5 separate regions of the Mus musculus genome follow, and regions 2, 3, 4 and 5 are each linked to region 1. Evidence: chromatin contacts called from public promoter capture Hi-C data. All regions are on one chromosome and are shown on one strand. The core of a region is the stretch at or near the end of the contact, and the rest is flanking DNA. Distances in the headings are between cores, read along the strand shown. Region 1 holds the start of Enpp3 (ectonucleotide pyrophosphatase/phosphodiesterase 3). Region 2 holds the start of Epb41l2 (erythrocyte membrane protein band 4.1 like 2). Region 3 holds the start of Vnn3 (vanin 3). Region 4 holds the start of Moxd1 (monooxygenase, DBH-like 1). Region 5 holds the start of Stx7 (syntaxin 7).

The links. Promoter capture Hi-C pulls out the DNA fragments that hold promoters and counts their contacts.
Region 2: a contact with region 1 is called in a promoter capture Hi-C map of hippocampal neurons, with 3 times the contacts expected there. The contact joins the promoter of Epb41l2 here to the promoter of Enpp3 in region 1. A contact is called at or near these places in 4 of 39 promoter capture datasets (cranial neural crest, hippocampal neurons, liver and 1 more).
Region 3: a promoter capture Hi-C map of liver shows a contact between it and region 1, with 2.4 times the contacts expected there. The contact joins the promoter of Vnn3 here to the promoter of Enpp3 in region 1.
Region 4: a contact with region 1 is called in a promoter capture Hi-C map of hippocampal neurons, with 4 times the contacts expected there. The contact joins the promoter of Moxd1 here to the promoter of Enpp3 in region 1. A contact is called at or near these places in 2 of 39 promoter capture datasets (the 3T3-L1 cell line and hippocampal neurons).
Region 5: a promoter capture Hi-C map of liver shows a contact between it and region 1, with 7 times the contacts expected there. The contact joins the promoter of Stx7 here to the promoter of Enpp3 in region 1. A contact is called at or near these places in 3 of 39 promoter capture datasets (hippocampal neurons and liver).

The regions. Positions count from the first base shown.
Region 1 is chr10:24,834,485-24,838,914 of GRCm38.p6, forward strand. Enpp3 (ectonucleotide pyrophosphatase/phosphodiesterase 3) reads right to left here and starts at 1,711. Exons shown (of 25, transcript NM_134005.2): 1 at 1,532-1,711. The coding sequence starts at 1,609.
Region 2 is chr10:25,358,461-25,362,942 of GRCm38.p6, forward strand. Epb41l2 (erythrocyte membrane protein band 4.1 like 2) reads left to right here and starts at 1,338. Exons shown (of 20, transcript NM_001199265.1): 1 at 1,338-1,521.
Region 3 is chr10:23,848,297-23,853,238 of GRCm38.p6, forward strand. It overlaps Vnn3 (vanin 3), which reads left to right and starts at 3,166. Exons shown (of 7, transcript NM_011979.2): 1 at 3,166-3,500; 2 at 3,611-3,741. The coding sequence starts at 3,288.
Region 4 is chr10:24,222,226-24,226,592 of GRCm38.p6, forward strand. It overlaps Moxd1 (monooxygenase, DBH-like 1), which reads left to right and starts at 1,292. Exons shown (of 12, transcript NM_021509.5): 1 at 1,292-1,642. The coding sequence starts at 1,379.
Region 5 is chr10:24,145,843-24,150,591 of GRCm38.p6, forward strand. Stx7 (syntaxin 7) reads left to right here and starts at 3,447. Exons shown (of 10, transcript NM_001358563.1): 1 at 3,447-3,566.

The sequences.
Region 1 (4,430 bases), core at 461-2,960:
TGGTAGCACACGCTTAGGAGGCAGAAGCAGGTGGATTTCTGAGTTCGAGGTCAACCTGGTCTATAGAATTCCAGGACAGCCAGGGCTACACAGAGAAACCCTGTCTCGGAACCACCCCCAATCCCTACCCCAAAATAAGGAAGAAGAAAATGTGCTAGAAAGAGTAAATGTCTATATCCTTGGGCCAGAGAGCTACCCTCCTTCAGTTCAGTGTTTACATTATAAACACAAGGACCCAGATCATCAGGGTGGGGCCTGTCCATTTGCACAGCTGCAGAAGGCCCAGGAGCATCCTCAAGGCTCCAGGGCCAGCATAATTATGCTAATCCACAAGCCCCAGGCCCCATTGAAACCCAGTGTCTCTAGAGAAAGAGTAGGAAGTGTCCTGGGGAAAGAAACCTGAGCCTGTGTGCCTGCCCACAGGTGCCTCAGGAAGAAAAAGAAAAGAACAATCTAAAAATACATTTAGGACCCAGATTTAGCTCCCAAGGGGTTTGATTCCTTGAGTGACAAACTAAGACAAAGGTAAGGGCAAGAAAGCCGCAAGGAGGGCTGTGTAAGTCCTGGAAAGATAAACTCTGAGGAGCTACTGAGGATTTGTTGTCCTCACGGGTCATAGCTACAAACTGCTTGACCTTTCTTGGGAAACAGAAAGGAGAGCTGACATATGTTAGCCCGAGGAATCTGAGAGCAGCTGCAGCCAGCCAGATGTGAAAAAAAATACTGCATTTGGTTTTGGCTGGAGGTGCTGGGTGAGTAGTCAGGCAGGAGACATCCAAAAAGAAGTCGGAGATGATGGTGGCTTGGGTTGGGGGAAGGTATCATTTAACATCTCAGGGGAACACACAGATTGCCTAAAGAAAAGATCACTGGGTAAGAAGGATGTAGAGTGAGGTCTTGAGTAACATTCAATGAAGATAAAGATAAGTCCGTCAAAAAGCAAGTATGTCTTGGAAACGAGCGTTTCAAGATTATCCAGGAAGCAGGGGGAGAGAACGTTTTAAAAAAGAAAGAAAAAGATAAAACCCTCAACAACATTCATGTATTGTTAGGGACATTCAGATAGGAAACAGGGGAGGGGGGTGGATTAGTCTCTAAAGGAGCACTTAATTCATATGGGGGGGGGGAACAGAGCAAAGTGAGGAAGGAAGCAAAAGAAGTAATCTCCACATGGTAAATAAACAGAATGAAATGTTGATAAAGATCAACAGATCCTTAAGACGTATGTGTCAAGTGATTTCAGTTGCTAAATTCTTGCTCGTACAGTATTCGTACCAGTCAAAAATTGCTTGCGCTCTAATTATAAACACGTGGAAAACAAAATCAGTCCAGCACGGTCTCAGATTTCTGTCAGAAATGCTGGACACAATAACTTAGCATTCTAACCTAAATTGCAACACAAACAAACCTAATGCTGGACACAATTACTTCACATTCTGACTTAATAGCGACACAAGCAAGCCTAAGTGGGAAGGCAGGCACTTCAATCTGCCACCAAGCTTGTAAGACTAAAATGAACAGTTTTGCTTACCACACAAAGGATCTTGTATTTCTTGAGACTGTCTTTCTTAATGGGCTCCTCTGTGGCTAATGCTAGCCTGGAATCCATTGTTCCCGTAGCTGTGTAAACCTGTCTAGCCAGAAAATAAGGCTCTTTCTTCCCTCTGGGGAGGGAAAAAGGAACTGTCCTGCCTGCCCCAGCTGTGACTGACTTTTAAATCCGGGAGAAAAGCAGAGCTCTGTAGCGATTGGTCAATTGAAGAGGGAAAAGCCTTGTTAACAAACAGCGTTGCCCACAGAATAAAGTCCATTTCTCTCTCGGACATTGTGGACAGCAGTTCTTTACAGCTTTAGAAGTAATAATGCATACTAATCGGGATATGTAGATAGCAAGAATAGAATATTAATCACACTTATAAAAAGCTACTCATTTGTTTTGTTTTTGTCTGTGGAAAGAACTTGTGTCACTTCTTATCTCCTAAGCACCAGGATTACATCATGTGTCCCCCAATTTACAAATTGCTGGGAACTGAATCCATGGCTTCATACCAGCTGAGCTCCACCCCAGCTCGGTTGCTTTCTGGGTTTTGTTTCTGTTTGTGTGTTTGGCAGTATCATATACCATGTTAGTCAGAGTGGTTTTCCAAGCCCTCCTATCTCAATCTTCCAAAGGCTGACAAGAAGCCCTGTACAGGGAGTTTGTACATCCATATAGATGTCATGCTGCAGTTGCAAGCTAGTACATTTATTAAAGGACTGGAGGACTGGAGAGACAGCTCAGCAGTCATGAGCTCTTGCTTGCTTCTGCAGAGAAAGTTCAGATCTCAGCACCTCTGTCAGGCTGCTCAGCAGTTCCAGCTCCGGGGACCCGATTTCCTCCTCTGTCCTCCAAGGCCCCCTGCACTCATACACACACACACACCCCGCCCCCAACATACACACACACACACAATATACATTAAGTAATTAAAACAAAATAAAATGTGTTTGATTATAATAGAAATTCTGAAACTACTATAAAGATTTTTTTAATTATGAGAGGAGTGTATCTTACATTTTAGAATGTCTACAGTTTAAGAATTATTTTAAAGCAAACGACAAAATAGTATGTGTGGTGGTTTGATAGGAAGGGCTCCCATAAGCTTATATATTTGAGTGCTTAGTCACCAGAGAGTGGCGCTATTTCTAGGAATCAGATGGATTAAGAGGTGTAGTCTTGTTGGAAAAAGTGTGTCCCTTGAGGGTGGGATTTGAAGTTTCAAAAGTCCACTGTCTCCTCCCCCTCTTCCCCCACCCCCCTCTCTCTCAGTCTCAGTAGATAGATGGAGAAATAAATAGATAGATAGGTAGGTAGATAGATAGATAGATAGATAGATAGATAGATAGATAGATAGATAGATAGATAGAGGGATGGATAGATATATTCCTACCTATGGATCAGGATGCAAAACTCTCCAAAGCTACTTCTCCAGTACTGTCCAGTACTGTCTTCTCCAGTACTGTGCTCCCAGGCAAGATGATAATAGACTAACCTTCAAAAATATACCTAAGTCCACACTTACATGTTTTCTCTGATAAAAGTTGCCTTGGTCATAGTGTCTCTTCACATTGATAGACTAAGATACTATGTTTTCACTGTTTTTTGCATTATATGGTATTTTGTTAGGGTTCTCTAGAATCACAGAACTTATGGGTAGTCTCTATATAGGAAGGGAATTTGTCTGTAGTCCAACTCCCCAACAATGGTCAGCAGCAGCTATGAATGGAAGTCCAAGGCTCTAACAGCTACTCAGTCCCACAAGGCAAGCAGTCAAAGAAAAGAGTCTTCCTTCTTCCAATGTCCACAAATTGGAATCCAGCAGAAGGTGTGGGGTGTGGACCAGATTAAAGGTGTGTACCACCAAGCCTGGATCTGGGACTTGCTTTATTCCAGATGATCTTGAACTCAGAGCTCTCCCTGCCTTACTCTCCTGGGATTCATAGCCACTATGCCTCAAGATCTCCATGCCAAGTGTTGGGAGCTATTAAGACAACACTATTGTCCTGATCTCTGAATTGGGCCTCCCCCCCCCAGAAGAAAAGGGGGTCAAAAGCAGGCCACCGACACATCGCTCTGAGAACAACCACAGATTGTTCCAGCCCTAAATCAGCGCCGGATGTCCTGACCTCAAGATGTACCCTGATACCTCCAAGTTCCTGCTTGCTTCCCCGTGTAGTCGCCAAAAGAAAAATTTCCGCTGCCCCATCCCTCCTGCTGAGAAGTACTTCCTCTTTTTCTGCTGCCCCATCCCTCCTGCTGAGAAGTACTTCCTCTTTTTCTGCTGCCCCATCCCTCCTGCTGAGAAGTACTTCCTCTTTTTCTGCTGCCCCATCCCTCCTGCTGAGAAGTACTTCCTCTTTTTCTGCTGCCCCATCCCTCCTGCTGAGAAGTACTTCCTCTTTTTCTGCTGCCCCATCCCTCCTGCTGAGGTGCATTTCCGCTGCCCCATTCTTCCTGCTGAGAAGTACTTCCCCTTTTGCTTGTGCATTTAAACCTTGAGCCTTGCTAATACAGTGAGACCTTGATGTTACTCAGACTGCTTCCATGTGTCGTTCATTGCACAAGGTTCTCGCCTCTCTCTACCCCCCATTTGGTTCTTAGGAGAAGGTCCCCTTGAGACCCTCGAATAACTTGACCTGCTGGACGGGTCAGACAAGATCCAGGTCAGAAACTTGTATCTCCCAGCCTCAAGATCACAGGTGAGCCTTCTAATTCTAGATTGTAGTTCATTCCAGATATAGTCAAATTGACAAACAGAAATAGCCACTACTACAGTATTAAGTAGCTTTCCAAGTAGGAAGGAGTTGGACTGGACCAAGTTTTATTAAGTCTCCTTACCCACTGGGCTACTATGAATGCAGATGAGAATGTGCCACAGACTTGCTTCATG
Region 2 (4,482 bases), core at 88-2,587, 520 kb after region 1:
TCCCTGCCGTGATACCTTGCCACCCATTCAAAGTAAAGGACTGGGTGACCAAGGACAGAAGCCTATGGCGCCATGAGGAAATCTCTTCAAAGTTATCTGTTTCAGGCATTTCCTCATAGCAACAGAAAAGCAACACCAATTATTCCAAGCCTTCTTTATGCTAGAAATGTATGTAATCAGGATTCCAGTATTCATTAAACAGCTTATCAAACTCTCCTTGTGTTCTTAGCGTCTGGGACTGAAGTCAACTAAGTCAACTCAAGTTCCTGACACACAACAAATGCTATTATAGCAATAATTTTATTATTTACAAGGATGATTCTAGCAAGTAATTTATTTCCCCAACTCTTTTCTTTTTGATGTAGGTACCCTTTTCATAGCGAGGAACCAGCTGATAAAACACCTGCATGTGTGCCATTACCTGGGAAGTATCCACACGCAAGGCATTGCTACTGATGGTTAATTTGATCTTGCTAATTTTACAATGTTTAGGAAGGAAATTGGCAGAGGTGAATCATTAAAGATTTTATTAGAGGTGGGAGGAAGCAAATGACTAGAAGAACACAGGGTGGGGTTGAAGATGCTGGAGGCAGTGGGCTGCCACTCTGACAGCTTGACATGCAATGCTCAGAAAAGATGAAATAAGTAGAAGAGATTGAGGTCTAATTGTACTAATGTGTAAAACTTACCACTATCTATCTATCTATCTATATCATTCATATATATAATATATACATATCACGTGTGTGTATTTTTTTATTTTAATTTTTTGTCACTGCCTTATCCCCATTATACTTTGCAAGCTAGGTTCTCAATTCTCTGCCGGGAGATATCCTGACTAGTAAGGCTGAGCATCAAAGCGCCTCTCCTCCACAGGGTTTACCCAATCTCTCCTGCCTCTCCCACAGGAAGAATAAATGGATTCTTTTCAAGCCTATCCTGTGAAAGCACTTCTTTCACTGCAGACTGAGGGGGGACCCGGCTTTCCTTATTCGGTTTCCTGGACCTGCTCTACCGTCTACCACGAAAAAGGCATCCAGTGAAGGTTTGGTTAGTGAAAGCACTCCGAAGAAAGAACTTTTCGAAGTTGAGAGGGCATTTAAGGCCAAGATACTCAGAAAGAACGCCTCGCACACGTGCACTGGCTGTCATTATCTCCAGGGTCGCTCCGAGGGCGAAACGCACCCCTGCGGCGGGGCACTGGGCCCGAGAGCCGCGCGAACCCCTCGGGAAGGCCCCCCTCCCACGCCAGCAGGCGCCGGGGGCGTGGCTTTGGCCGTGGGGCGTGGCCTGCCCGCGGGGGTTTCCGCGCCCGGGGCGTGCCGGGCGGGGGACGAGGGCGGGGCTTCCGCCAGGAGGGGGCGGGGCTTGCGCGGAGAGTTCTCTGACGGCCCCAGTCAGGGAATTTCAATTTGAAACCCAGAGGAGGGTGGAGGCGGCGGGTGCGGAGGGCCGGCGGCGTCCGAGGCTGGAACGGGACGCGTTCCCGGGGCGAGCAAGCTCGAGAGGGGCGGTGTCCGGGTAAGGAGGCGAGCGGGCTGCGGAGTGGCGGGCGGGGTCCTGACACGCTGCAGGCGGGAAGCGGACCCCGGCAGGAAGCCCGGACGGCCATCCCGGGCGGGGGAGGGGGCGGCCGCGGGCCCGTCTCTCTCCTTCCCGGGCGGGGACCGCGGCGGCGTCCCCGGGCTCTCGCGCCCCGGCCCTGCCGAGGCGTGCGGCTCCATCCTGGGTGCCGGGGGCTCGCCGCGCCCTCTCTCCCGAGGGTCGCCAGACGCGGGCCCGCGGCGCGCGTGGGCTCTGCGGGAGTCGGGGAGGGAGCGCGCCCCGCCAGCCACCCAGCCCCACGCGCGCCGCAGGTCGGGCCAACGCGGGCGACCCTCTGTCCCCGCCGCCCACTGTGCGGTCTGGAGCTGAGGACAGACACCCTCGCACGTTTTCTGCGGCGAGCCTTCCAGCTCGGACACCAGGCCATCCGCCCCCGATGGCTTCTTTTTCTCGGCGCTGGCAGCTGAGGGGTGGGAGCAGTTTAGGTGAGCTGCAGGTCAGGGGCTACGAGGAGGAAATAACCGAGTCGGTGGCGTTGAGGTTGGCATCTCGGGATCCCCCATCCTCAACCCCAGACGTCTGCGGTGGACGTTAGTCATTAAATGTCCCCAGACGCCAGCCTCAGGCGGGGCCAAGTTTTATTTATTTATTTGGGGTGAAGTTAGAAGAGCGCCCTCTTCCCCCGGTGTCTTATTTTGGGGAGTGGTCTCCGTGGAGCTTCCTTACAAAATGAGGAAGCCCTTCAGAAAATCTGTCACCTGAACAGCTGTCCCTGATTTTTAAGGTTCCTGGGAGAGTGGTAGGCACGGTGGCATCTAGGGGAGTTGTACTTACATTTCCTCCTTTGGGAATCAAGATTCTCTCTGTTTCTTGAACTTTGTTGCATGTGAAATGTGGGGTGTGCAGGGCAGTATGTTCTTGTTTCTGTGATTAGCTACAAAACAAAACAAAAACGGTCTCAGTTTTCTCCACTCATTTTTCTTCAGTCCTTCCTGTCTGTCTTTCTTCTTTTCTTTTCTTTTCTTCTCTCTCTCTCTCTCTCTCTCTCTCTCTTTCTTTCTTTCTTTCTTTCTTTCTTTCTTTCTTTCTTTCTTTCTTTCTTTCTTTCTTTCTGGGAGTTCATTATCTCTGTATTCTTCATTGCCTTATCACGCTGCATTAGCAACATTTTAGTCTACCCTGTCAGACATTCCCGTGGATTTGAGGAAAACTCGATCCGTTTCTTGGCTGTGGGAGATGAAGTTTAGAAGTTGCAGTGCTTGTACAGGTTTTCCTGTGCTATTCAGTTTGTTTGCAGGCTCCTGCTGTGAGAAATCTGGTTTGTCTTGCAGCCCCTGGTGGGCTGCCTTGCAATGTTATCCTGGATCTTGGTAGGCACCAGCAGCCCCCTCAGGTTGCTAGTTTGACATAACTTTGAGAGAGAGAAAGGCTATGTCACCTGTTAGGGCTAGGGCGATCATTTCAATAATTTGGTTTGAGAGCCACCATCAAACCTCAGAGGTCTTTGTACCCTTTGGAGAGCTGGAGGAGTTGAAGTAGTGGTGTGAAGTTTGCCCAGTTTAATCCTATTCTGTGTTCTCCACTTCTGAGGCAGAATTCCCATTGAAGTCAGCAGTGGTCTTGCTTGCAAACTGCCTATTGAGAACAAGAGGCTGCTCATTAACAGGAGAGGACGGTCCCCTCTCCTTTAAAACAATCCCCTGTAAGAAGGATCTAGTCCTAACAGTTCTTCACTCATTTACCTCTAGTAGAAGTAGGACACTGTGTGCAAGAAAAAAAAAAAGTGTGGCTGGATTGAGCCATCAGCTCTCTTGAAGTCTAATGAGAGGGAGACTGTTAAAAGGAATCCAAAGCTCAGCTGTTATTTAACGCCGTGCAATAGATTTTCAGTGATACGTTTCTGTGTAAGAAATGTAAGCTGCTGTGGGATGTTTTACGGTAACTGATTATGGATCTTTAAAATCCGAATTCTTAGGTCCAATTAGAAAGAAGCCCATTTGGAGCTTTCCAGGAACGGATGCCCACCCCCACCCCAAAATAACTGCAGACAGAAAAATAAGGGACCTCGGAAGTTTGCTATACCTGGAGACACGGCTTTAGGACATTTTGTTTGTGTGCATTTCATGTAACGTGTGAGTCTGGGCGAGAGGGACCGTGTTTAGGTTTGTGAGGACTCAGCTGACCTGAGTTGGTGAGCCTGGCATCTTCTGCTTTTTAATGTAATGTTCTTGGGGTTTACTTCTTTCAAATTACCAGTTCTAAAGAATCGAGTTTAGAAAACCTAGCCAGTGACCAGAATGTAAAAAATAGACATTAAAAAAATCAGAACCATATCCACATGGGCTTACCCAACCACATACTTTCAACTAAAAATAGTCACGACGAGAAGGCAGCCCTCAACTAAAATAGTTATTGGTAAATTTTCTCCATAACTAGCAGTTCTGTGTAGTTCCCCTTAGCATTTAGTTGTGCTCTGAATCGTCACCCTGTAATGCTGTGGCCGGTGACCTGCAGAGGCTGTATCTTTGCCATATTATTTAGGAATGCGGGGCTCATATTTTACATAGTGGGAGGTTTGATTTTTGTTTCCTTTCCACAGTAAAGCAAGGGCTTTTTCTTTCCTTGGACTGAGATAGCTGTGGGTAAACATTCTTGAAAAATATGAATTGCTAGTTGATTTTTTTCTTTTTTCAATAAGGCAGCAGAAGTTTGTGGAGCTCGTTCTCACCGAGCGCACGGCACGGGCACGTTGCTTCTCTGAAGTGTTTATTGGAGGAGACAGAGGAAATGTGCCTCTTCCCTCCGCCCCACCTTTATTTAGAAACATTTGCTTTTGCTTGTTTGTTTTTTGTTTTGTTTTGTTTTCTCTCCAGATTAGAGTTGCTGTATCTAACCACTGGGTACTCTCACAGATTTAAAAGCCTCAAGTCAATGTTT
Region 3 (4,942 bases), core at 1,916-4,415, 980 kb before region 1:
GTATTTAGCAATCGTACTCAGCTTTGAACCCTGTGAACTGTACCATGGGTTAGCCTGCAAGATATGCCATTGGTAAAATAGTTTCATGGGCACAACCAAACACGTTCTGGGTTAGAATTAAAGTCTGCTTCTTAAGACAGAACTCATGCCTGGCTGATGCAATAGTGCTGCCCTGGTGGCCTGTCTGGCCATGCACTGGAGAGCAACAATCGACCTGTTATTATCTCATGGAGACTCTCTGGCCTGGAGCTCCCAGCATGTCTCCACCCAGCTTTCTAAGTTTCCACTGATGGATTGCTACCACACCAGCCCCATGCTTCAAATCCCTCACGGCCTTTGTGGTGCACCTCAGGCAAATCCACGCTTGGCTGCTGTACCTTTCTCTCTTGAACCTGGACGAGCCACCGAGTGAAGGAAATCACAACACAAACTTAGTTCAGAAATGATGGTAACTCAATCGCTTGGTGCAACAACTAAAATCCTAATCTTGTAAGCCTTGTTAAATCTAAATCCTCCAGTGGTGAATCCTGATGATTCAGCCATCGAAACCAGGAGACATCTTGTCCTCATGCTATCCCTGTTCCAAAAAGACCTAACTCTCTCCTGCTTCCTCTCTTCCCCTACCCAACCCAGAAGTCCCTCCTACTCGCGCAGTGATTGGCTCCTCTATTCATTAGGGGATTGGTTCACAAGACGTAACCTGAGTACTGACTCAGTCCTTGTCCACAACCTCTCCCAGGAGAGCGGGATTATCATCAAAATATAAACAGCACCAGGCTCATCCACAACACAATAGTAATTTTTCTATTGCTAGGATAAAACATGTTGACCCAGACAATTTATAAAAATAAGGACCTGTTTATATACCTTGAGATACCAGAGGGATAAAAGTCCATCAGGGCAGAGGAGTACAGTGGCAAACAGCTGGCATAGTGGCATGAAGTGGTTGCTGAGAGCTCACATCTTGATCTTTAAACACAAAGCAGAGAGAAGAAACTAGAAATGTTGTGACTCTTATACCCTCAAAGCCCACGACCAATGACATACTTCCTCCAACAACGTTATACCTCAAAAACCTACCTGATACCACCACGAACTGGGGCCGGTTATTACATGAGCTTATTGGGGGGGGGGGGGGGATTCTCATTCAGATCACTATGGCAGACTGTCATAGACCCTAGGAAAAGAATTTAACACTATTATTCTAAATGGACATAGAAATAAACTTCACCCTAAGATCGTATCTTTACATATGTAGATTAGTACATTTCTTAACCTTCATCAGAGAAGCTCCTCTTTCTCCTCCTCCTTCTTCTTCCTCCTCCTCCTCCTCCTCTTCCTCCTCCTCCTTTTCTTCTTCTACATTGATTAACACAGGGACCCATAACTGGCACACATGCAGAGAGTAAGAAAGAGTGGAGTGCTCAGCTCTAAATGACAAATCTAAATCACTCACCTCCCCAAGGATCAAAGATGACTGTGGAGGAGGCAATGGAAAGAATGTAAAAGCCAGAAATAGTGAACATCTACAGTGAATTGCATTTGCACATTGGACATGAGAGGGCCCTGGCACACACAAACTCAGAACCTATAGACTGCATAAGACCCACTCTAGATCAAGCTGCCTAAAATTCAGCAAGGATGGAGGAGAGGCTGCTGAAGTCTCACTCCAGTGCAGAAGGTGGCAATTGGTTGCTGCTGGGGGAAGAAAGATAAGGTTTTATTTCTGTTTTTCTTTCTTTGGTCAAATTTTATTTTATTTTTATTAAATTTATTTATTCACTTTACATCCCAATGTCAGCCCCCCTTTTTTTCCCAGTACCCCTCATGCAAATCCTCTCTGCATTCTTCCCTCCTTTGAGAAAGGGGAGTTCCCCTCTAGGTATTGCCCACCCCCAGCCCTTACTCTGCCTCCTGCACATCAAGTCTCTGCAGGGCTAGGTGCATCCTCTCTCACTGAGGCCAGATAAGGCAGCCCAGTTAGGGAAACAGGATCCAAAGGCAGGCAGACAAGGCAGGCAGGCAGACAGCTGAGTTAGAGACAGTCCTCTCTTCTGTTGGAGGACCTGCATAATGACCAAGCTACAGATCTGCTACATACGTGCAGGGACCTAGGTAGGTCCAGCTTATGCTTGCTCTTTGGTTGGTGATTCAGTCTCTGGGAGCCCCCAAGGGTCCAGGTTAGTTGACTCTGTTGGTTTTCCTGTGGAGTCCTTGTTCTCTTCAGGTCCCTCAATCCTTCCCACAGCTCTTCCATAAGGCTCCCCAAGCTCCATCTAATGTTTGATATGAGTCTTGCATCTCATTCCATTGGCTGCTGGGTGGAGCCTCTCAGAGGAAAGTTATTCTAGGCTCCTGTCCTAGAGACTCCTTCCCCCTACCATCAACTATGGAAAACCTGGACTCATTTGGACCTGATATATATATATATATATATATATATATATATATATATATATATATATATATATATATAGAGAGAGAGAGAGAGAGAGAGAGAGAGAGAGAGAAGAGGTGTGAGAATGGGGGTTGGATTTGTGTGTTTGACTAAAACACATTATAGACCTGTATGAAATTCTCAAATGAAACAAAGGATGGCTGGAGAAATGGTTTAGTAGTTAGGAACACTTGTTCTTTCAGAAGACCTGGATTTGTTTCTCAGTATCCTTGTCACCACCAATACTCATAACCCCTGAAACTCCAATTCCACGGGGAAATCTGACACCGTCTTCTGACCTTCCTGGATTGACCTGACCAGTCATGGACTTGGTACAGATACACACATAGAGGCAAAATACCCATACAAATAAAACAAAACAAATCTAATTAAAATAAAACCCTCAGGCTTTTCTTAGACTGTTTTGTCCCTATTGCAGCCATAAGTATAAATCCTCAACAAATTGTTGATGTGATAGCTGTCTTCTAGAACACCACAGTATTTACTGTACTAATGGGAATATTGGTGTGCTAGTAAAATACCTTTAATTTAAAAATACACCAATTAAGAACTTGACCAGTACGTTTAGTATGGACTCAACTGGTTGGTTCAGTGATTTCCCTTTTAGAGATGAGTTGGCCTCTGAGCAATGTCAACAATTGCTGCAAACCCATGCTCATGCAATTCTGAACTTCTGCCAATCTTGCATAACCCTGTTCCTCAATGCCGTGTTCCATAATATATTCACAGGCAGCTGGCTGGCATCACGACTTGCGTCTGAATATTTTTTTTTCCCACTGAGATACAGTAGAAGAACCTTCTGATTTTCAGAGATCACTCTATTTTAATTATGGCTTCATTACATTTTCCTCAATGGGCAGTGAGTTTTGTCTTCTTTGCCCAGGCTGTGGGTTCAATGGACACTTTTATTGCTGCTGTGTATGAACATGCTGTTATACTGCCAAACAAAACTGAAAGTCCTGTTTCCACTGAAGAGGCTTTGCTCCTGATAAACAAGAACATAGACATTTTGGAGAGTGCAATCAAGCTGGCAGCCAGACAGGTAACACTCTTTTGTTCATGTCTGAGATGGGATATTGATTGCAGCTGGACAAGAATGTAGATATTTAAAAATGATGAGGAAACTTTTCTTTCCATGTCTGTTTTGAGCAGGGTGCACATATCATTGTGACGCCAGAAGATGGAATCTATGGTTGGATCTTCACCAGGGAGACCATTTACCCCTACCTAGAGGATATACCAGACCCTGAAGTGAACTGGATTCCCTGTAGAGACCCTAGGAGGTAACATCATGCCAAAGAGTAAATGACTCTGTCAACAAAGAGTTAACGATGAGATAGAGCAGTAATGTCACCAGGCTTGACTTGTTATTTTTTTCTGATGATTAGACAGTCTGTGGCACTGGCCTAATGCTTCATAGTGTCTGCTACTCACTGTGCCTTCATGTGGCAAATATCTTTGGCTAAGAATACTTGATTCATTACGACAACAGTTCTCTTTAAAATCTAGCATGTGAACTGTTCCCCACAAGTATGTTTAACTAAGTTTCAGCCAAGTGAGAATGGTACTTCTGGAACTTGAGCTCTCAAGTGCAAGTCAGTGGGTTCGCCCAGGAGCCTTCACAAGAAGAGTGAAATGATTAAGGAGCCTGTGTGCCTTGCCTTTTCCTTTGCCTTTGCCTTTTCCATTTCCTTTTCCTTTTCCTTTTCCTTTTCCTTTTCCTTTTTCTTTTCCAGTCACTGTTTCTAAGGTCCAGAGACACATTAAAACAACTACCTATGACTGTCTGTAAAGACATGGATACAGACAGATGGACAGACAGAGCGATAGAGACAGAGAGACACAGAGACAGAGAGATAAGAGATAGACAGAGACAGAGAAACAGAGACAGGCAGGCAGGGGCGAGAGGGAGAAAGGGAAGAGAGCGAGAAGGGGGTGAGTATCACGGCTGAAGGAAGTCCAACTGGAAACTGTTGAAAAATCTAAGGCCAGCTTTTAGATAATATAAATATACCACCTGAGAGTCTACAGGAAGACACTGGTTAGGCTTGTGAGTGGATCCATAGGGGAGAACACTGGGGAAACTGTGAACGGTTCCCAAGCTAACCCTTCCAGAGCCTGTGTTGCTAACACCGTGCCGTCACCTTGGTTCCACAGTAGTCAGTAAGGTGCATGGGAGTTTCAGGGGGCTTGAACAGGAAGCTTCCTTTCTGAGTCCACATCTTACTACCTCCCAGCTGAGTGGATGGGTACACAGCACAAATGTTTCTCTGTCTATAATATGAGTGCAATGAAATTCCATCCCTACTTTCCTTATAGAATAGACAAGAATGTCAAACAAAATGGTGTGTGTGACCCTTTACCCTGCAGTGTTCTTTTTAACATCTCAGGTCACAACGACTTCTTTTTGGTAGAAGAAAACATGTGTAAACTACTACAAACTTTTTTAATAGAGATTTTAGAAATTATTAATAAGTGTGGTTT
Region 4 (4,367 bases), core at 42-2,541, 610 kb before region 1:
GGCTGGTGGTCTTGGGTTCTATAAGAAAGCAGGCCAAGAGGAGCAAGCTAGCAAGCAGCACCCTTCCGTGGCCTCTAATATCAGCTCCTGCATCCAGGTTTCTTTCCTGCTTGACTTTCTGCCCTGACTTTCTACATGATGAACAGCAATAAGTCCAATAAACCCTTTTATTTTTCCAGCTTGCTTTGTCGTGGTTTCGATTGAAGCAATAGAAACCTTAAGCAATAGAAACATGCGTGCGTGCGTGTGCACGCACGCACGCGCACACACACATCCTATACTGACATCTACATACACTTGGATAGAAATAGTACAGAGAGCAACAGTGTGCTTTATCTATATTCTTATCGGTATTTTGGTCTGTCCTCCCGGTATTTGTTATCCTATTTGGTTTTTGTTTTTGTTTTGTTTGTTTTGTTTTGTTTTTTTTTTAAATCAGACAAGAGTTTGCTTCTGAAATATGGTAAAGTGTATATAAACTAATGAGGAATCTAATGTGCCCTCAGTATGAGTACTGAGCATCTGGAATACAGGAGTGCTGTGTTCAAAGACCAACAAGCCAAGCAAGACTTGAGACTAACAAGACCATGGCCAGAACTTAAAAGGATCAGTGGCGGCAGCGGCTGGAGAGTGAGGGATAAAGGGACTCAGAGGAAAGCTGACCTTGACCTAATCCTCTTCTGTATAGGCAGAAATCATTCCTTCACCACCAAACTGAAGAAATCAAAACCCGACGGAAAGCTAAATCAGCAGGAGAACTAAGAATTGCACCCCCCCCCCTCCCCAGCCCTGCCTCCTCCCAGAAGAGGAAAGACTGAAAGAAGGGAGAAGAAGATGAGGGTGTGCCTTCCTTGCTGGATGAGCAGGCATCACTACGAGCTCCAGTGAGGAAAGTCAAAAGTCAAAAGTTTGCCAGGGATGCAAACTGCGCAGTTTCCATCTGGGGGGTGGGGGTGCTTTCCCTTTCTCTCCTCCGCACCCCAGATTTTCCCAGCTGTCTCTTCCCTCCCATGGTCCCGAGAGGGATGCTTTTCTATCCCATCACTTTCCAATTCCTTTCCTAGGTCCCTCCCAGTCTGCACATCGATTCCTTTTTTTCCCTCCTTTCTTCTACCCGGCTGGGTCCCCTTTTCTCCGCCTCTTCCAGGAAGCTCCTTGCCTTCTTGCCCTCTTAACCCAGACTTCAGGGACAAAATAGGATACACGGTGGCAGCAGGTGGATGCCTGGGGAGAGGCTGGGGAGTCTCCTGGTAGGACCCAGAACCAGCGGGGGCGGGGACAGCGGGCGGGCGCGGCCAGCCCCGGGGCGGTCCCAAGTTGGGCTCCCTGGTCTTCGCCCCCCAGTGGCTGCAGCCCAGGTGCGGCGCGGGACAGGAGGATGTGCGGCTGGCCACTGCTTGTGCTGTGGGCGCTGCTCCCCGCGACGGCTGCGGGAAGCCCGGGCCGCTCGTACCCGCACCGCGTGGTCCTCGATCCCGAAGGCAAGTACTGGCTGCACTGGGGCCGGCAGGGCGAGAGGCTGGCCTTCCGTCTGGAGGTACGCACGAACGGCTACGTGGGCTTCGGCTTCTCGCCCACCGGGAGCATGGCCGCGGCAGACATCGTGGTAGGCGGAGTGGCCCACGGGCGGCCCTACCTCCAGGTAAGCTCGGGTCCCTTCGGGGAGCTCCCTGCGCTGGGATCGCCCTAGAAGGGCGATGGGCAGCGCAGTCCACCCAAAGGTGAGGCTGATACGGGCTCCGTGCAGCAGAGTCCATCTCACCTCCTTTGCCACTTTTTGCCCCAGGGTCATCCGAGCCTGCCCTGGGGTCCCTGCCTGTGTCATTTGCAGTCTTCGCCCGGGGAAGTTTACCTCTTCGGGAAGCTCGCATCCTGGTGCCCCACTTCACCGACCATTGTGCACAGACCACACATTCCCCTCCATCCACCCCATCAAAAAAAAAAAAAAAAAAAAAAACCCACAGCTTTTGAGACCTAACTGGTCGGACCTGTGTGCACTTGCCTGTCTAAGGTTGGGAATCGCAGTCTCCAGTGGTTGGCTTTGGGGGCATCCCAGGAGCAGCACCAACATTTACTAGAGCATGCACGAGATGAATGAAGGGCCCTGAAAACTTGCTTAAGGAAGTTTTGTTATTAACAGCTCTCGAGGAAGCCAGGTTTAGCGACCCATGCACAACCTAGAGTCTCCAAGCAGAGCCCTCTATTCAGGGATAGGTTTTCCGCTTTAATAGGCGACAAATTCATCTGATTCGCTCCCTGCCCATTAGCTCTAGGGGAGAGAGTTCTGGTAGATGCTACCTGATCCAGGCATCTTTATGTGTAGGGAAACGAACAGAATTCTGTAGCTCGACTTCCTGGGTACTGAACTTCATATGGGTCATAGTGGATATACACACTTTCTTACGGGCCAACTCCCATGCAAGAATGCAAACCTTAGCTAAGAAGCCTCAGGAAAACTTCTGAGCAGCATAAGAATGCCCCTTGTGAATTTCAGCGTGTATAGCTCAATACTTCCTCCAGTCTTCTAAGATGGAATTTCACAGCATTCTGACTGAGGGGCTATCGTATTATAGCTTCGGTTCTGACGCTGAAATGTTTGGCTGGAAACAAATTGACAGCAATTCGAATTTTCAAGCCACCCTGCCGTGTGTGTTTACTTCTCCCCAAGTCATCACTTCCTTGCTATCCCCTGTAAGCGCTGTGCACCTCTGCTAGAGTGCAGCCTGCTGACCTCCCTTACATGAGCCTTTCTGATGCTGCATCATCTCTGATATGGGATTTGATGGCTGAGAATTTGATCCCAGGCCTCACTAGCCAACTAGCTTACTCTACCAGGATCTGAGTAAGATGCGACCTTATTTTAATACCTATTGCAACCAAAGGGGGGGAAAATAAAGCTGTTTTTGTAGAGTATCATGATCCCAGCACAGCCTATAGAAGTGGGCATGAGGCATCTTGCTGTGTAACAGCGATCTGGTACACTTTAAAATTCAACGTGATACTACTTTTGTCCAAACAGCAGCATTTCTAGAAAGCCCATACAATTAGTTATCAAATGAAAGTCCAAGGGAAGGATCCTGACCCAACTGCTGCTAATGCGCCCATCACAAACATCTTGCTAAACCAAAGAGTATTTGCTTTTTATTTTTGTACGAATCAAGTGTTTTTTCAGATTGATTTAGAAACTCTGAACTCTTCTTAAAGCAGTAGTTATATATTAACGTGAGACGCATTAAGAATGGACAACTGTATGTGCAATGGATGGGAAATCGCCCTTTCTATTTTCCGGTGCTTCAGAAATACACTCTTTGATTTCATATATGAGCTACACAGCTTCTTATTTGCCTGACTTCCTTTACCATTTCATTTAATTAGCGATTCTTCTGATTTTAGGGCACACATTAAGTAGTTAGGTGGCAAGAGAGCCTATTTGAAACCTCTCTAATAAGGTAAAATATTAATAATATCAATAAAAAAGTTCTGATTACAGCTGGCAATCTAAAGTGGGAGATTTTATTTTCTAATCCTTAAAGCCTTTTTTCCTCCCTAGATATTTATTTAAGATTTCTCATACAGTGGTATGATAGGTGTGCCTTAGTTAACTATGCTCAAACCAATGCTTCTTTAATGGGACATATGATTTTATTAGTAGACTTTGTATTTCATGCAATTTTGCTTCCAGTGAGAAGAGACTTTGCATAGAACAGTGACACAAAAAGCATCGGTTCCTTGGGGCGTTAGTGTTAAGTACAGCATGCACCAAGAGCTGGACAACAGTATCAGGCTGTGTGATTTAACCCAAGCTGACATCTCAGTCACTCCCCTTTATAGCTCAGCCCTTTCCATGGAATTTTGAACTTAAATTTTCATGTTTTTAATATTTTGATTTTATTTTTAAAAATTACCTCTAAACACTCCTTTGCAAATGGGTATGACTATGGGTGATTGCTAAGCAAAAAGGAAGAGGATTTTTGGCTCCATGGATGCCACAAAGCCAAATGCCTGGAGAAATCAAGAGGGCAGGCAAAGCGGGGCATGGCCTGAGGAGAAGAGGTGAGATGCAAGAGCAGCTGGAGCGTGTGGGATAGCCAGGCTTTGTCAGTTATGCTTTCAGGGGAGCACAAATTCACCATTGCCAGATATTTTGTTTGTATTGTTTTAGAGAGAACACAGAAATTCAGTGTGTGTGTGTGTGTGTGTGTATGTGTATGTGTGTGTGTGTGTGTGTGTGTGTGTGTGTGTGTGTGTATGTATGTATGTGTGTGTGTTTGCTGCTATTCACTCAAGTCTACACACAGTGCACACATGTATATTTTCTACTGGGGTCTAGCTGACAGATGATGTAATCTTGGACCAAAAAGGAAAAA
Region 5 (4,749 bases), core at 2,197-4,696, 690 kb before region 1:
GCTTCCAGTGCGTGAGTAGCTGCTATGGTGGTAAGAAAATGGAGCAGAACTGAATTGACCACTTTCATTGCTACTAAAACAGACAGGGAATAGACAATGAGACAAGTAGAAGAGGCCCGTGGAAACTGTTTAAAAAGTAATGACAAAACAAAAAACAAAAACAAAAAAACCAGGTAGCTATGTTTGCTGTGTCTCCTAAGGTTTATGTGTTAAAGATGGAATTCCCAGTTCATACACGCCATGGCTAATCTCAACTATCAATTTAGTGAAATTGAGAATCACCTTGTAATAGGCCTTTGAGCATGCCTGTGGGAGACTGTCTTGATTTGATTAAGGGAGGTGGGAAGACCTGTCCACTATGGGTAACACCATTCCCTAAGCTGAAATCCTGGACCGGAGAGGTGAAAGTGAGGAGGGCACAGGCATTTGACAGTCCTTGCCACTACTGCCACTAGACATAATGTGACCAGCTGCTTCATGTTCCTGCTGCTGCTACGTCTTTGTCATGATAGATTGTAACTCAAAAATGTGAGTCAAAATAAAACCCTCCTTTAATTTGCTTTTGCCACAGTATTCATAGAGTCACAGGAAAAATAACTAAGATAATATGCTAACATTACTTAAAGGGTACCTAGGGAGTTACCTGGGATTAGGAACAATCATGAGGACATTAGCAGCTTTGAAGATTGCTGTCTTGTTATATGCTTCTTTAAACCTCAAAATGTCATATGTTTCATATTAAGTATAAAAACAGTCATAATGAAATATATTCAGAAATGTTGGATCAAATTAAGTCATGCTCATTTCTTTACTGAGCCATTAAATAGCCACTAAATAATAAAATACAGTACTACAATTGTCAGGAATGTCTTTGGGATCCATTTACTCTCTGAGCCTCTACGTTTAGCCGAGTATTATACTTAATTTTTCTCTTTGAATTAAAATGACTAGGAAGGAATCCAATTATTATACTTTTTAAAAAATGACAACTTGGAGCAATCTCAAAATTTGATTTGGAATGCCCAGCTTTGGCCCCAGTATAGCCAGTGACTAGTAGGACAACCTAGAGGTCTCTGAGTTCCAGGGCCCTCTCTACCCAGCCCAAGATTCCAGCAAGAGTGGTAGGGAAGGGCGTATGGAAAGCACGCTAGATATCAGGTCCATGTCACAAATCCTCTCTTTAGCTCTCCATACCCAGCTGTTGTACAAGTCTTCTTAAATATTTGTCACATTAACCTCACCCCTTCTCCATCTTATTTGCCTTAGTGGGGCCCTTCAACCTCTCCAGCCCTGATGAAGTTTTTTATGGAGGCCTGCTATTGTTACATTATGGGTATAGTATTGTTACATTATGGGCACGGTATTGTTACATTATGGGCATGATATTGTTACATTATTGCCTTTCTTCTTTGTAGTATTTCCCTTTAATTTTCTTCTCCCAGACTTTCCTATGTGGCAGGGAGTAAGAGAACTTAGTACCTTTCCTCAATATCTTGTAGTAGCTCAACTCCCATCAGTCATTTAACGTGGGACAGAGGCTATTTGCTTTAAGAATCTCATTTGCATTTTTAGGGTCTTGACTTTTGAGTTCACGCAACATGCTTTATCCAAATAAAGTAAACATTTACACATTATAAATTATACACATGAAAATAAACATGCACACTTCTTCTTTGGCTGAGATGTTCCTTTCCATGTTGTCTTCCAGTGAAACTTTTATATAACTTTTAAAAATTTCGTTCCTGTTTTTACTTCAAAAACCACTACTGACACTACAGCGAGGCAGTCATCTTTTGGGTTACCGCTAGGCTCTGTATAAATCTCCATCTCAGCATGTGGTGTCATGTGGAGGGTACCACTGCCAGATAGGAAAACACCATATTCTACTCAATTTGAAATCTGTAGTGCAAGGCTTGATAGTTGCTTCAGAATAGACTCTCAGCAGATATTAGTTGTCTGGATCCGGTGGCAGGAAGGATTCAAGAGTCTGGACAGGACACTTAAGGCTTTGTTGTTCCTAATTACCTGTGTGACTTAGAAGTGTTTGGTGTTTCAGGTTCCTTAATCTGTATTATGAGGAAACAGAACCAGATTTTCTAAAAGGGACTCTGTAGCTTTAACAGCTAACATGACTTTCTATTAGAGGTTATTGCCTTGTCAAAGAATGATTTTTAAAAATAAAACAATTTTGAAAAAGGGAGAGATTTCAAAGAAAAACTTGAATTTCCTCTGTATCTTGGAAAACATACAATGTCACTATGATGGACTAATACTTCTAAAAGTTCACAGTGGAGATGATAGGTAGAACTCAGGGGTAGATCAACTACCTGAAATGTGAGGCCTTGGGTTTGATCCCTCATTCCTCAAAACAAAACCACAAACAACCCGGGACAATGATACAGGTCTGTACTCTGAACGATGAGGCAGGTTGCAAGTTCAAGGTCTACCTGGATTACAGAGTGAGTTCAAGGTTAATATCTGGGTAACCTGTGTAGACTTTGTTTCAAAAACAACAACAACAACAACAAAAACCACTGGAGATAGAGGACAGAGTGAAGGCCTCTCATGTCCAAGGACCTTGGTTCAATTTCCAGTGCTGGACAAAACAGCAAACCTCAACAGTTCACCATGGCCCGAGCTGAATCACATGACTTTAAATGAGTACATGTTCTTTGATCCACTGGGTGGATCCTACTGAGAAGACGCTGTGTTTGAGTCTGACCTAAGTCATCTACGTATGCTTGCAGGTGTAAAACCAACCAACATACAGTTTGCTCTGTGGTTCTGATTCACAATAGTATGGATTCCCCCTACCTCCACTTGAAGTCTATCGAACTTTTGGTATCATGTGTTTTCATGCTCTTTCCAGAAATAACACCATCTTAATTATAGGCAAATCCAAGGCAATCTATTCTAATTAATTTGGCAAAGTATTTCTTTCACATGAACAACTGATGTTTCTCATCCGAGAGGTCACATGCTTGAAGAGTTATTGTTGGAACAGTGTGTGCTCTTAAAGCCTGGGAAAACCACATCCTGTATTTCAAGGATGCGATACCAACTATGAGCCAGGAAAACATCTTTATCAAGTGGGCATTAGGAGATTATCTTTCATTTATCCTTCCGGGGCTTTAGCTAGGATTGCCTTGACATTTTTGCAGTGACATTTTAAAAATGGAGTTGTCAAGTCTACCACAGAGCTGAGGGTTAGGAAACAGAACCTTTAAAAGCTGAGAGTGCTCCCTCAGTCCAGGGAGTCTGGCGCCTCCGAATAAAGAACCCAGCTCTTCTCTATTGTATTGCTTCCTCTTCTGTTGCCCATAGACATCACTTTGTCACCCATCAGAGCTTGGCTCCCCAGCAATTTTGCCAGTCCCTCCAAGCTTCAGCTGTCACTGGCCAATGGGAGAGACGCAAGCCCCGCCTCCTCCTTCCTGGGGCTGTGCCCCGAGCATGCGCAGTGGGCGTGCTTGTGCCGCCGCCCATCAGCTGAGACCGGCTGCGCCAGGCAGTGGGCCCCCGGGTGACAGCGGCTGGAGGTGGCCGAGGAAGCCGGCGAGGTCAGGGTAAGAGGAGACTGCAGAGGCGGGGGAGAGGGGGGCGGGAGGGACACCTCAGAACTGCAGCTCGCTAGTGGTTGCTTTGGGGTGCGCAGAGCGGGGCTCCCCAGGGCGCAGGGCCGGCGCCTCCCTCTCGGGCTCCCACGCCCCGCTCCGGACTCCGGGACGCGACGTGCGAGCACCGGGGCGCGCGGCAATGGAGCCTTGGGGACCGGATACTACCGCCAGATCCTGGCAGGCTACGACCGTGTTCCCATTCTCTGTCAACTTCTCCTCCGAAGAACAGAAAGGGAAACGCGATGGGCCCTGGTCATCTGGCCACAGGTTCGTTCCGCGGCCCAGGGCCTTTGCTTGGCTGTTGGCCTTACTCACACAAGCTAACTTTCTTTGACCTACCTTGTGCTCGTTTCAATTGATTTATGCAAGACACATAACAAGGTAACAAGGTATTTCGAGAATTCGCATATGTGTTTTCTAGGTTAAATTCAGACCAAAAAAAAAAAAAAAGCTTGGACGAGGGTGGGAAGAGGAAGGAAGCTTTACAGTCAAATGCTAATTTTTCCTTATAGCTGTTAAAATTTTGCTTGCATTTTATATGCATATATCAATTTTTGATTGCGTCAGATCTCGTATTTTGTCAGGAATTATTATTTACAAGTTTTCCACAATCAGGAAAATAAAAGGAATTAACTGTGAAACACTGGTTTGGTCCTGTTGGAGGTAGGCATTTCTTTTAGGTGTACTCTGAGCCGCAGTGAACAGAGATTGATAACACTGTTAAATTGTGCCTTGTGGTGCCGATGGGTCTTCGGCTTTGCAAGCTGCTTTCGAAGTTGGCCCCCAGGCTTGTGACTAGTTAAGAACGAGGCTGTAGTTTCCCAGTGTCTGGGGAAGTTAATAGAACACAGTATTAACTCACTGACCTCTGGGTTCTTTTCCTTCAGCTAGCTCACTTCTTATGCTGCTCCTGATTAACAGTCGTTTCTAATTCTGATTATTATCCCAAGTTCATCCATACGCTGCTGGTGGAAAATTATGAATAATTATGTTGAGCTATATGCCACTAAATGGTGTGTGCACAAGGCCCTGGTTCAGTCCCCAGTACTGCAGGGAAATATTACCTCTATGTCTACTAGTACTGCTAGATAAAACTCCCACAGTTAAGTCTGTGTGGATTTTTCTCTGGTTC